3 separate regions of the Mus musculus genome follow, and regions 1 and 3 are each linked to region 2. Evidence: chromatin contacts called from public HiChIP or PLAC-seq data. All regions are on one chromosome and are shown on one strand. The core of a region is the stretch at or near the end of the contact, and the rest is flanking DNA. Distances in the headings are between cores, read along the strand shown. Region 1 holds the start of Ttll6 (tubulin tyrosine ligase-like family, member 6). Region 2 holds the start of 4833417C18Rik (RIKEN cDNA 4833417C18 gene). Region 3 holds the start of Hoxb13 (homeobox B13).

What was found. HiChIP or PLAC-seq counts read pairs in DNA pulled down with a chosen protein or histone mark.
Region 1: a contact with region 2 is called in an H3K4me3 HiChIP or PLAC-seq map of craniofacial prominence, with 5 times the contacts expected there. The contact joins the promoter of Ttll6 here to the promoter of 4833417C18Rik in region 2. A contact is called at or near these places in 3 of 39 promoter capture datasets (cranial neural crest, stem cell-derived epiblast-like cells and trophoblast stem cells), 19 of 115 datasets of contacts at active chromatin or transcription factors (the NIH/3T3 cell line, bone marrow-derived macrophages, craniofacial prominence and 14 more) and 2 of 9 other capture datasets (adipose tissue and pancreatic islet).
Region 3: an H3K4me3 HiChIP or PLAC-seq map of embryonic limb bud shows a contact between it and region 2, with 3 times the contacts expected there. The contact joins the promoter of Hoxb13 here to the promoter of 4833417C18Rik in region 2. A contact is called at or near these places in 2 of 39 promoter capture datasets (cranial neural crest and trophoblast stem cells), 1 of 484 Hi-C or Micro-C datasets (the G1E-ER4 cell line), 5 of 115 datasets of contacts at active chromatin or transcription factors (embryonic basal ganglia, embryonic hindbrain, embryonic limb bud and 2 more) and 1 of 9 other capture datasets (adipose tissue).

Annotation. Positions count from the first base shown.
Region 1 is chr11:96,132,303-96,135,222 of GRCm38.p6, reverse strand. It overlaps Ttll6 (tubulin tyrosine ligase-like family, member 6), which reads right to left and starts at 1,437. Exons shown (of 15, transcript NM_172799.4): 1 at 1,262-1,437; 2 at 315-352. The coding sequence starts at 1,437.
Region 2 is chr11:95,856,909-95,860,202 of GRCm38.p6, reverse strand. It overlaps 4833417C18Rik (RIKEN cDNA 4833417C18 gene), which reads right to left and starts at 1,386. Exons shown (of 2, transcript NR_045187.1): 1 at 1,121-1,386; 2 at 1-209. Gm38959 (a long non-coding RNA gene) reads left to right here and starts at 1,752. Exons shown (of 3, transcript XR_880173.3): 1 at 1,752-2,498. n-TQttg6 (a tRNA gene) reads left to right here and starts at 960; the gene lies at 960-1,031.
Region 3 is chr11:96,192,600-96,195,887 of GRCm38.p6, reverse strand. It overlaps Hoxb13 (homeobox B13), which reads right to left and starts at 1,572. Exons shown (of 2, transcript NM_008267.4): 1 at 842-1,572. The coding sequence starts at 1,445.

The DNA of each region.
Region 1 (2,920 bases), core at 188-2,687, 270 kb before region 2:
TGGATGCAAACTAATCCTTAACCATAACCAGGCTTAATCAGTGAGATAAACTAGTACAGAGGCAGGTGGGGGTCTGGGGGTGGGCAGCATTTGACATAGTTGAGTCTTGAGCTAGCCTGAGCTACACAGTGAAGCCCTGTCAACAAACATGTACGTAAATACGCAAGACTATGGGCTGTGCACAATGCCCCTGTGATTTTCAGGAGACTTCCAAGCATTCTGAGACCCTGTTTATCACCCTCGGGCATGCCCAGGACTGGCCCCTTCCCCACCCTTCAGTCTCCATCACAGACCCCTTGAACAGAGATACTTACCGCTGTCATACCGGCAGTTAGATAGATTGATCACCAATCATCTGGAAAAGAGAAAAGGGCAGACAGCAAGACACAGACAGATACCCAGGCCAGAACACAGGGCTGGGGCCAGACACATGTGTCCCAGTGGCCACACCAAGCCATGCACCTCACAGTTCCGTTACTCCATGTGTTACAATTGCCTTTGCTTGCGATTTTGTGTTAACACCATTGCCTCAACCCCCTTTTTAATTTTGTCAGTGATGGGACTTGAACCCAGGGCCTCCTGCCTGAAAGTGAGGCACTAGACACTAGGCTACACTCCCAGTGGTCCCTGTACTTTTACACCATCAGCCCATTGGGGACAGAAATTTTATTTTATTTATTTATTTTGGGGTTTGTTTGCTTGTTTGAGAAATTTTAAAAGGCACATATTTTTTACTAAAATATTGTCTCCCCCTTTCCACTAAGGGAAGCCATTTAGAAGATAGACAATACTCTCTTACAAGGCAAAGCAGAGTATTAACCCAGAAACGGAATGCGCAAGCTGCAGCTGCCAGCCGCCGGGGCTGGCAAGTCACTGTGGTCCTGTTACACTGCAAGTATGTGAAATTCCCAGGACACACGGGAGCTTGCGCTTAGGAAGGGAAATTTTTTCCTTGCTCCTTCAGCAAGGAGCTCCCTCTCCACCCAGTCTTTAAAAGGCATTGCAAACACAAATAGAAGGAAAAGTACAAGGTGTGATTCGAGGTTATGCACACTATTATGGGATGCCATAAAACAGAACACTGAAATTGGTGTGAGCCAGAGGAGACAAGCCCTGTGTCCCCTTTTCCTCTCATCAGCCAAGACCTTCTTCCCTTGGGCCCTTCCTGCTCTTATCAACACCGACACCACACACACACACACACACACACACACACACACACACACACACGCCCCGAAACTCCTCGTTTTTCAATACTAACCTTTTTTTCTTCCTCTTTTTCTTACCATGCTGCTGTGCGTTCTGGAGCCTCTTTTGTGTGTTCTCTCTCACAAAAGCCAGGGTGACAAATTCTTTTAGCTCCTCCAGATCTTCTGTGGAACTCTCCTCCCTCTCTTCAGCCCCTTCCTCACTTTCCGAAGTCAGGCACTGTAGCATCTTCCTAGCCCTGGAGGAGGCTCTGGGGAAACATCAGTCCTCCCTGGAGAGAAGGCAGAGCGATCAGCAGTTGTGTGGGTCCACCTGAAGGGGGCGCTCCTCCCTTGCTCATGTCCGTTCCCAAACAACTGGTTGTAGTTTATAAAAAATGCTCCCCGCTCCAAATGCGCGCTTGGTGCACGCTCAGGGAGAGAGCTAGTTCCACCTTTGGCAAAGACTCTGACCTTGGGGACTCACCTAGCCAACCCTAGCTTTGGTTTTGGCCATCTGGGGTTTTCTGAAAGAGGCCGAGCTGCTGCTATGCGCTGTACCACCTGGTAAACAATCTTATTATTAAAGTCAGAGTGCGCCTGGAGACAGCCTCAGAACTCAGCTTCAAGCCTTTCTATCTGAGGGACTGAGTCCCGAGGGGGCAGTGGAGGTGGGCTGAGTTCTGTTAACCCTTACAGTGCTGCATTCGACTTCCCACAAGGCAAGATGCAGGCACGAATAAGATGCACAGGCGGCTGTGAATCAACAGATGTCCGTTCCCAACAATACTGAGAATGGAACTAAGAGCTTCTGGAAAACTAGTACTCTTAACTGCTGAGATCTCTCTCTCTCTCTCTCTCTCATTCTCTCTCTCTCTCTCTCTCTCTCTCTCTTTCTCTCTCTCTCTCTCTCTGTCACACCACACACACACACACACACACACACACACACACACACACAGCGTTCTGCCTTCACAGTTCTTTAGGAGTACAGTCTCTGCCTCTGCCTCTGCCTCTCTGCCTCTGCCTCTTCCTCTCTGCCTCTGCCTCTCTGCCTCTGCCTCTGCCTCTGCCTCTGCCTCTCTGCCTCTCTGCCTCTGCCTCTGCCCCATCTGCCTCTGCCTCTCTGCCTCTGCCTCTGCCTCTGCCTCTGCCTCTGCCTCTGCCTCAGCCTCTGCCTCTGCCTCTGCCTAACCCAGATTTTCCTGGCCCCGTTCAGATCACAGCCCTCACACCAAGGCTCATATGGCCATAAGGCCCATTTCACAAGGCTCCCACCTCCTCCCTTCTCCTCCCCACCAACCTCCACGCCTTTAATGCCCACACTCCAGCCTCTCTCTCCTTTAGTGCCCACAGGCCTCTCTCCTTTAGTGCCCACATGCCAGCCTCTCTCTCTCCTTTAGTGTCCACAGGCCTTTTGCCATCTACTTGCCTGCCCTGCTCATACACATCCTTTGGATCAAAGCTTTTAAAAATGAATATCTTTATCTTTCAGTTTATTGCTGAAATCATGTTAAATAAAGGAGGCCTTAAAGCTGGGAGGGCAGACATCACCTGTGGCTCACCTACTCTACCAAAGCATCTTTGCCTTGGCTGTGAATTCTTAAATTCTAATTGTAATTATTCTGACATCATTTTAACCATCTTGGCACCTTCTTTCTGCCCACATAATATATCATAAAGGCGCGTTTGCATGTCCCTAGGTATATTTTTGTTCTCTCTGTCTGTGTGTG
Region 2 (3,294 bases), core at 137-2,636:
CTAGTGCTTATCTGAGCCTCGCACACAGGTTATTTCTTAAACTCTTGTAGAGGACTTATACAATAGCCATCATTATGGGGCCAAGCCTCACTATATTATAATAAACAATACATAGTCCAGAGCATCCTTGAAGCAGCCTCGAGGCACAGATGGATGTCCACTAGGGTAATGCTCCGAAGGTGAACTGCTGAGTCAAAGTGTTGACTGACCTGCAGAAACACATTTAGGGAAAATGAAAGACTAGACAGTGCAGAAGTGGGGATTTTGTTGTTGTTTTGCGGGATATGTGTGTGTGTGCGCGTGGTGTGTTGAATGGTGGGTGTCTGTTGTTAAAATTCTGACTGGGTTTTTCTAAGGATCGGCACACTAGAAGTTTCGGTAGTCCGGCCTTTTGAAGCGCGGGGGGAAGTGCTGAATTGGAAGCGCCAATCTCCCTACAGATAATTTGCATAGCGCGGAGCAGGGGCTGCGGCATCCACGTGCGGCGCACTCTCCAGCATCCCCGTCTGTACCCCAGGTTTCGTCCGGGGTTTGAACGGCTGTGCCACCACGTGCCAGTCCGCGTCCTTCCCCGCTGGGCCAAAGCGTCCTAGCCACAGCCCTCCTGATATAAACGCAGAAAACAAGTAGAAAGCCCAGGCTGCGTGCGCCGAACCTCCTGCCCGGAGTCCGGGACCGGAGCCGGCTTTCTCCGGACTTGGTCCGATCGGACGACCAGCCGCCCTCGAGACTTGGGGTCAAGAGCCGGGACCCTTGGAGGATCACCGGAAGAGGTGACAGACACCTCGGGGCCCATGAACGTTTGGAATTCGTAAGGACATGAGAATCTCGGTGGTTCCGTGTCTGCCCGCCATCGCGGCCACCGGCCACGGGCCCAAGCCAAGTGTAGCGAAGCTTAGAAAAGGTTGCCCAACGTCATGTGGCTTGAGAAGGCTGCCGGGCGCCTTAAGCCGCCAGCAGGTCCCATGGTGTAATGGTTAGCACTCTGGACTTTGAATCCAGCGATCCGAGTTCAAATCTCGGTGGGACCTCACTGAACCTTTTTTTGGCCTTAGAATCCCTGTTTTGGGGCCTGCAGGAAGTAGCAACCAACCCGAGCCTCCGCAGGGAATGCACTGACCTGTAGAATGGACGTTCAGCTTCCCTCCCTGTGTCTCAACACGATTACATTTCAGGAACAGCCTGGGCTGGGAGGCACTGCGCACGCGCGCCGAGTCGGGCGGAAAAATAAACGAGTTGATGGAAGACTGAACATAACTTTACCCAGGAGGGAAAACGAAAGAACCCGAAGGATCCCGAGGCTTTCCTGTCTGAGTACCGCTGCACACACCGCGCCTCGGAGTCCCCGCCCCCTACCCTCTGATTGGCTGCTGTGCAGAACGCGCGGTAGGATTGCTTTGTGAGCCGCGAATGAAGTGGCCGGACGGGGCCGGGGGGCGGGTAAGTGGTGCCAGGGGACCTCTGATTGGGTACAAGAGAGCGATTCCCCGAGGCTTGTGCGTTTAGGGGTCATAAACCCGTGTTTTGGTTCTGCATTGCTCACCCAGCGAGGTTGTGTTTCAATTAGACAACAGTCACTTAGTCAGGCTGGCAGGCGATCAGTACAGTTTCTCACCGTCCATGAGGTGTTTCTCCGAGAGAAGGGCAGGAATCGCTAAGGATTTCTTTAGCTGCATCGCGCCGCGGGTGGAAAATATGTACAGGGAGTATTGTATCTTCTTTGGATTAAGATCTGGGATTTGTGTTCGTCCCTGTGGGATAAATGACGAGGGAGCCTGCTGACGCATTATGGTCTCCCTACAGAGTGATTGGCACGGTGGCTATAGGTTCTCACCCTTGGGAGGATGCCATGGAAACCAAAAGGAGCCTCTCCCGACTCTCCGATTAATTCTCTAAGCATGCCTCTTGCAGACACAACCCACGCACTCTTTAAAACATCTGAATGGATCAGTTTGAATGAACCATCGCAACCTCAAAAAGATCAAGACGTGAGAGGAGGCACACTTGCGCTACCAGAAAATAAAGATGCTTGTTAACTGTACATTAAAGAAATTAAGATAATGTCTGGATGGATAAACATACCGATGGAACAGAATAGGGAAGCAAGATGCAGCCTCACCTTTATGCATAGTTTATAATAACAAAGGTGTCACAAATTTAAATAATAATAAAAGGTAGCACAACAGAGTTAGGGGAAAGGACCTACTTGACATCCTGCTGTGTGCTTGCTTATAGGGAAAGAATATGAAATCGGATTCTTGTTAACACTAAACACAGCAGAAAGTCCCAAGAGAATTGTTGACCTGAAAGTGACAGAAGCGGTGAGCTTGGCTGACGACATAGGGGAATGCCTACACCTCAGTTTAAACAAAGCCCGAATAAAACGCACAGACGAGGACTGTGCTACTCCAAGTACCATCAGAAGAGTGAAAATATCTGGGCCTGTTGCTCAATGGTGAACTGCAAGGCACTCAGGGCCTGGCATACTAAGAGAAAAGGTAAGCCACAGACTAGGGATATGCATGTGTAATGCATAAATAGCAAATAAATCTAAATAAATTCTCAAAGCCTGTAAGAAAACTGCCTGCCGAAAAATAGCAAAACCTGTGCTAGGGGCATAGCTCAGCAGGTAAAGAGCTTGCATGCAACCATGCTGGACCTGAGCTCCATCCACAGAACTCATGTCAGAGCTGGGCATGCTGGGGATTGTAGTCCTAATGCTGGGGAAGTGAAGGCAGAAGGGTCATTGGCCAGCCAATGAGAGAACCTGTCTTTAGAAAGAAAGAAAACACCTCACATTGACCCTGGCTTCCACATTCATACCAACATATGCACGCCTTTAATCCCAGCACTTGGAAGGCAGAGGCAGGCGGATTTCTGAGTTCGAGGCCAGCTTGGTCTACAGAGTGAGTTCCAAGACAGCTAGGGCTACACAGAGAAACCCTGTCTCGAAAAACCAAAAAAAAAAAAAAAAAAAAAAAAAGAGGAAAATAGCCTCAGACTTGAAAATAAGCTCACTATGTAGGATATCACTAAAGAGCTAAATCGGACAGGTCACACCCACCCGATGACAATGCTAAGTGTCTCCAAGAACATGGGATAAGGTGGGCAGGCAGGAGCATAGGTTAGCAGTAGAACACACATAGAGGTGAACACACACATGGGCCCTGGCCTGACACCTGCACATACATGGGTCCATTCACGTAGGCACAGATGTGTAAATAAGACAAAACCGACAGGTACTGCTCAGCATCATGGGACATCCCTGTATACCAATACCCGGTGTTGGAGTCG
Region 3 (3,288 bases), core at 323-2,822, 340 kb before region 2:
CCTCAGGGCTACGTCATCCTGCAGGCGCTTCCTGATCATCCTATGTGTGGGCCCGGCTCCCTCAAAGCACACAGCCCTAGATTCTGCCTGATTCTCTGATAGCCACTCACTCAGCCTCTGCTCCTACTGGCCACCCCCACCATCACTGACCTCACACCAGGAGTCTGCAAACACACCCACCCTGTCAGGTTTTTGTCCACAATCACACAATCCACTTTCACATGCGTGTTCGGATTCAGCCACTCCTCCAAACTGGCAAATTATGTACATGAGAAAACAGGGTTCTGTTCCCTACCCAACACACACATACACACACAAACACCATGCACACACACTTACACGCACACTCACGAACACACCCTTCAATACACCCTCAGTCAAAGAAAACCTAAATTTTCCTTTCGAAATTGACCTAAAAAAAGGAAAGGGTTATATTCTCGAGGAAACACCCAATATCTCCGATCCCACCTCTCAATGCCACTCTCGAGACCACTGGATTATGTCATTTGGCCTTTGGGCAGAATTAGTCTGGGATTGTGCTGGGTAGGGACTCTTTGCCCCCAATCAACAGCAGAGATCCAAGGTTCTCCCGACATATTCAAAGACTGGTCCTAGAGCCTCCTGGAGAAGTCAGGAAGGCTAGCACCCTGCTGAGGCCCCTTATTCTGACCCTCTGAGGCCCTCTTGTTGCCTGGACCCTCCCTCACAGTCCTAGTAAATAACCCAGGAACCCTAGGCCCCTCCTCATCAGCCCGAAGTTTCCCTTCCTCTCCTCTTCCTCCTTCCCAGCAAGTGCCAGCGTAGCCCATGCTGAGCCAAGGGGAGCCAGAGTAGAACTTACCTGCAAACGCTGCTTTCCAGAATGGACCTGGTGGGTTCTGTTCACCTTGGCAACACATCTGGCTGTTCCAGCCACCGGCCAGGGCCCAGGGCTGGTAACTGTCCACGGGAAGCAGAGAATCGTGGCGAGGCTCTCCGGGGGCTCCCAGGGTCTGCACCACAGACACATCCAGGTAACTGGCCATAGGCTGGTATGGTCCCGGGTAGCCCGGATAGAAGGCAAACTCGGTGGGACGGCTGGGATACTCCTCCCCAGGTGCAGGAGTTTCCGAAGGGTAGGTAGCCAGGGCGGCCGTCTGGGCACAGGGTTTCAGGGAGCTCCTGGATACTCGGCAAGAGTAGTACCCGCCTCCAAAGTAGCCATAAGGCACAGGAGCTGGAGATGCCCCCTGAGGCACCCCAGGACAAGGGTGGCACTGCTTTGGTGGCTCTGCAGAGCCTGGCAGATCCAGGGGGGCATAGTTGACAGTTGGCATCAGCGTTGGAGCCGCGGGATGGCTAGCCAGTGGGGAGGAGTGGGAGACTAGATTCCGACCCCCTCCAGCTCCCAGCAAGCCTTCGATATCCTTGGCCCCGTCCAAGGTGGCATAATTGCCGGGCTCCATGGAGCCAATGATCGGCTCATGGGGAGCCGAGGGTGAGGGTTCTAGGGGGCAGCAAGCTGTCTCTCCCCACCCAGGCCCAGGGAATCCTAAGCGTTTTAAATCGCTCCCAGCTCGAACGGCGCCTGCATTCGCCTGGCTGGGCCGTCTTGACGCAAGAGACGCAAGAGCCCGGGCATGAGCGCTGATTGGCTGTGGCCTGGGGGAGAGAGGCTCATAAAATCCTCCCGCAGAAATTGCAGGGGGAGAAGGGACGGGGAGCCCGGCTCCGCCTCCTCTCTTCCCTTCTCTTCCTCTCCGCCTGTCTCTTTTTCTTTTTGTATGTGTGTCTCTGTCTTTATCTGTATGTGTTCTGTGTCTCTGTCTCTATATGTGTCTCTGCTTCTGCCTGCTGTCTCGGGTCTCTGCCTGCGCTCTCTCTCTCTCTCTCTCTCTCTCTCTCTCTTCCTGGCTCCCAGTCTTCTGCGCTTTGGCAGGTTTAACGAGAGAATAAAAAGCTCTCCCAATAAAGTGTCCATCTCCTGGGGATGAGGGGAGTCGGGGGAAGGGCTGGGAGGCCACTTCGGGCTGCCTCAAAGGAGAACCCGGGAATGCTTCTGAGATGGGAATGAGAACTGTAGGCGTCAGGGAGCTCTGTGCTTGGAGGCTGGGTACTAGCCACCGTAGCTCATTGTAGATATCCTTTCTGTCCCTAATACACTGCGCCCAGGCAAGTGCCTTCCAGGTCTGTCCCCCAAGGACCCTGCCTAGTCACAACACTGAAAGCCCGGAGGCCCCAATGGGGATGAGGCGGAGCCAAGGGGCGGGGGACACGAAGGAACGTTGAAAACGTGCAGTGCTTGGCTCAGGGAACGCAGTGTCCGGATCTGAAGGGGAAATAGAGCCAATGTCTGGGAAGGGGGTCTGGATTTCCGTTTAAGGGTGGAGAAAGAGACCAAGAGACACAGGCGTACAGGGGCTTTACTTGAAGGAATAGACTCGGTGTGGAAAAGGAAGGCTGGCGGGGGGGGGGGGGGTAGGCAGAGAGGGAGGAGAAAGGAAGAGAGGAAAAAAGGGAGAGGGAGAGAGGGAGAGGTTGAAACATCACAAATGGGAAGGGGGGGTCAAGATTGTATCCCTTTTTCTGGAATCTGCAGTCTGGGGGAGCCAAGGCTGGTTTCGTGGCCATCCCCACCTGTGGGGATCCTGGGTCCCAAGATTGCAGGAGCTTGGTCTGTGTGGGGGCCTTTCTGCTCTTTGGTGCCGCTCTCTAGGCCGGAAAGTCCAGGAACCGAACCCTGGCCCCAGCACACTTCCACAGGACTGAGGGACTAGAAAGCTCAGGACCCCCTAGCTGCCTCTTTAAATTTCCTTGGAAGTTAAAGAGGAGGAGAGAGAGAGTGAACTACCCCAACTGCTAGAATTGTCCGAGGCCCTCTGTTGGGGCCTATTGTGCTGTAGATTCAAATGGCTTGTTTCACAAATCTGCCCTTAAAGTTGGTTTGTTTTTTGTTTTTTGTTTCTTTCCTGTATCACTTTCACATGAAATCCCTTTGTGTCTTCTAGTTTTCTCTCAGGTTTCCCCTCACCCCGGCAGAAAATTTGAACTTTTCTATTCTACATCAAGAGTTTGTTTGTAATAAAGAATCGAACCCCTTGAGCTGAGTCCGGCTCAGCCAAAGCCTAAACTTGAACTTGAGTCACTTTGTGGGAAAGGGCCTATGAAAGCCAGAATGGAGGCCTGTAGTATACTGTGTATCACTCCCAACAGACATTGTTAATAACTGACATGAAGCACAAACATCCCCTCTGATTTTTATCACATTTGAAAACATAGAGAAAGGAAAAAAGAGGAAGGTGTCTGTTC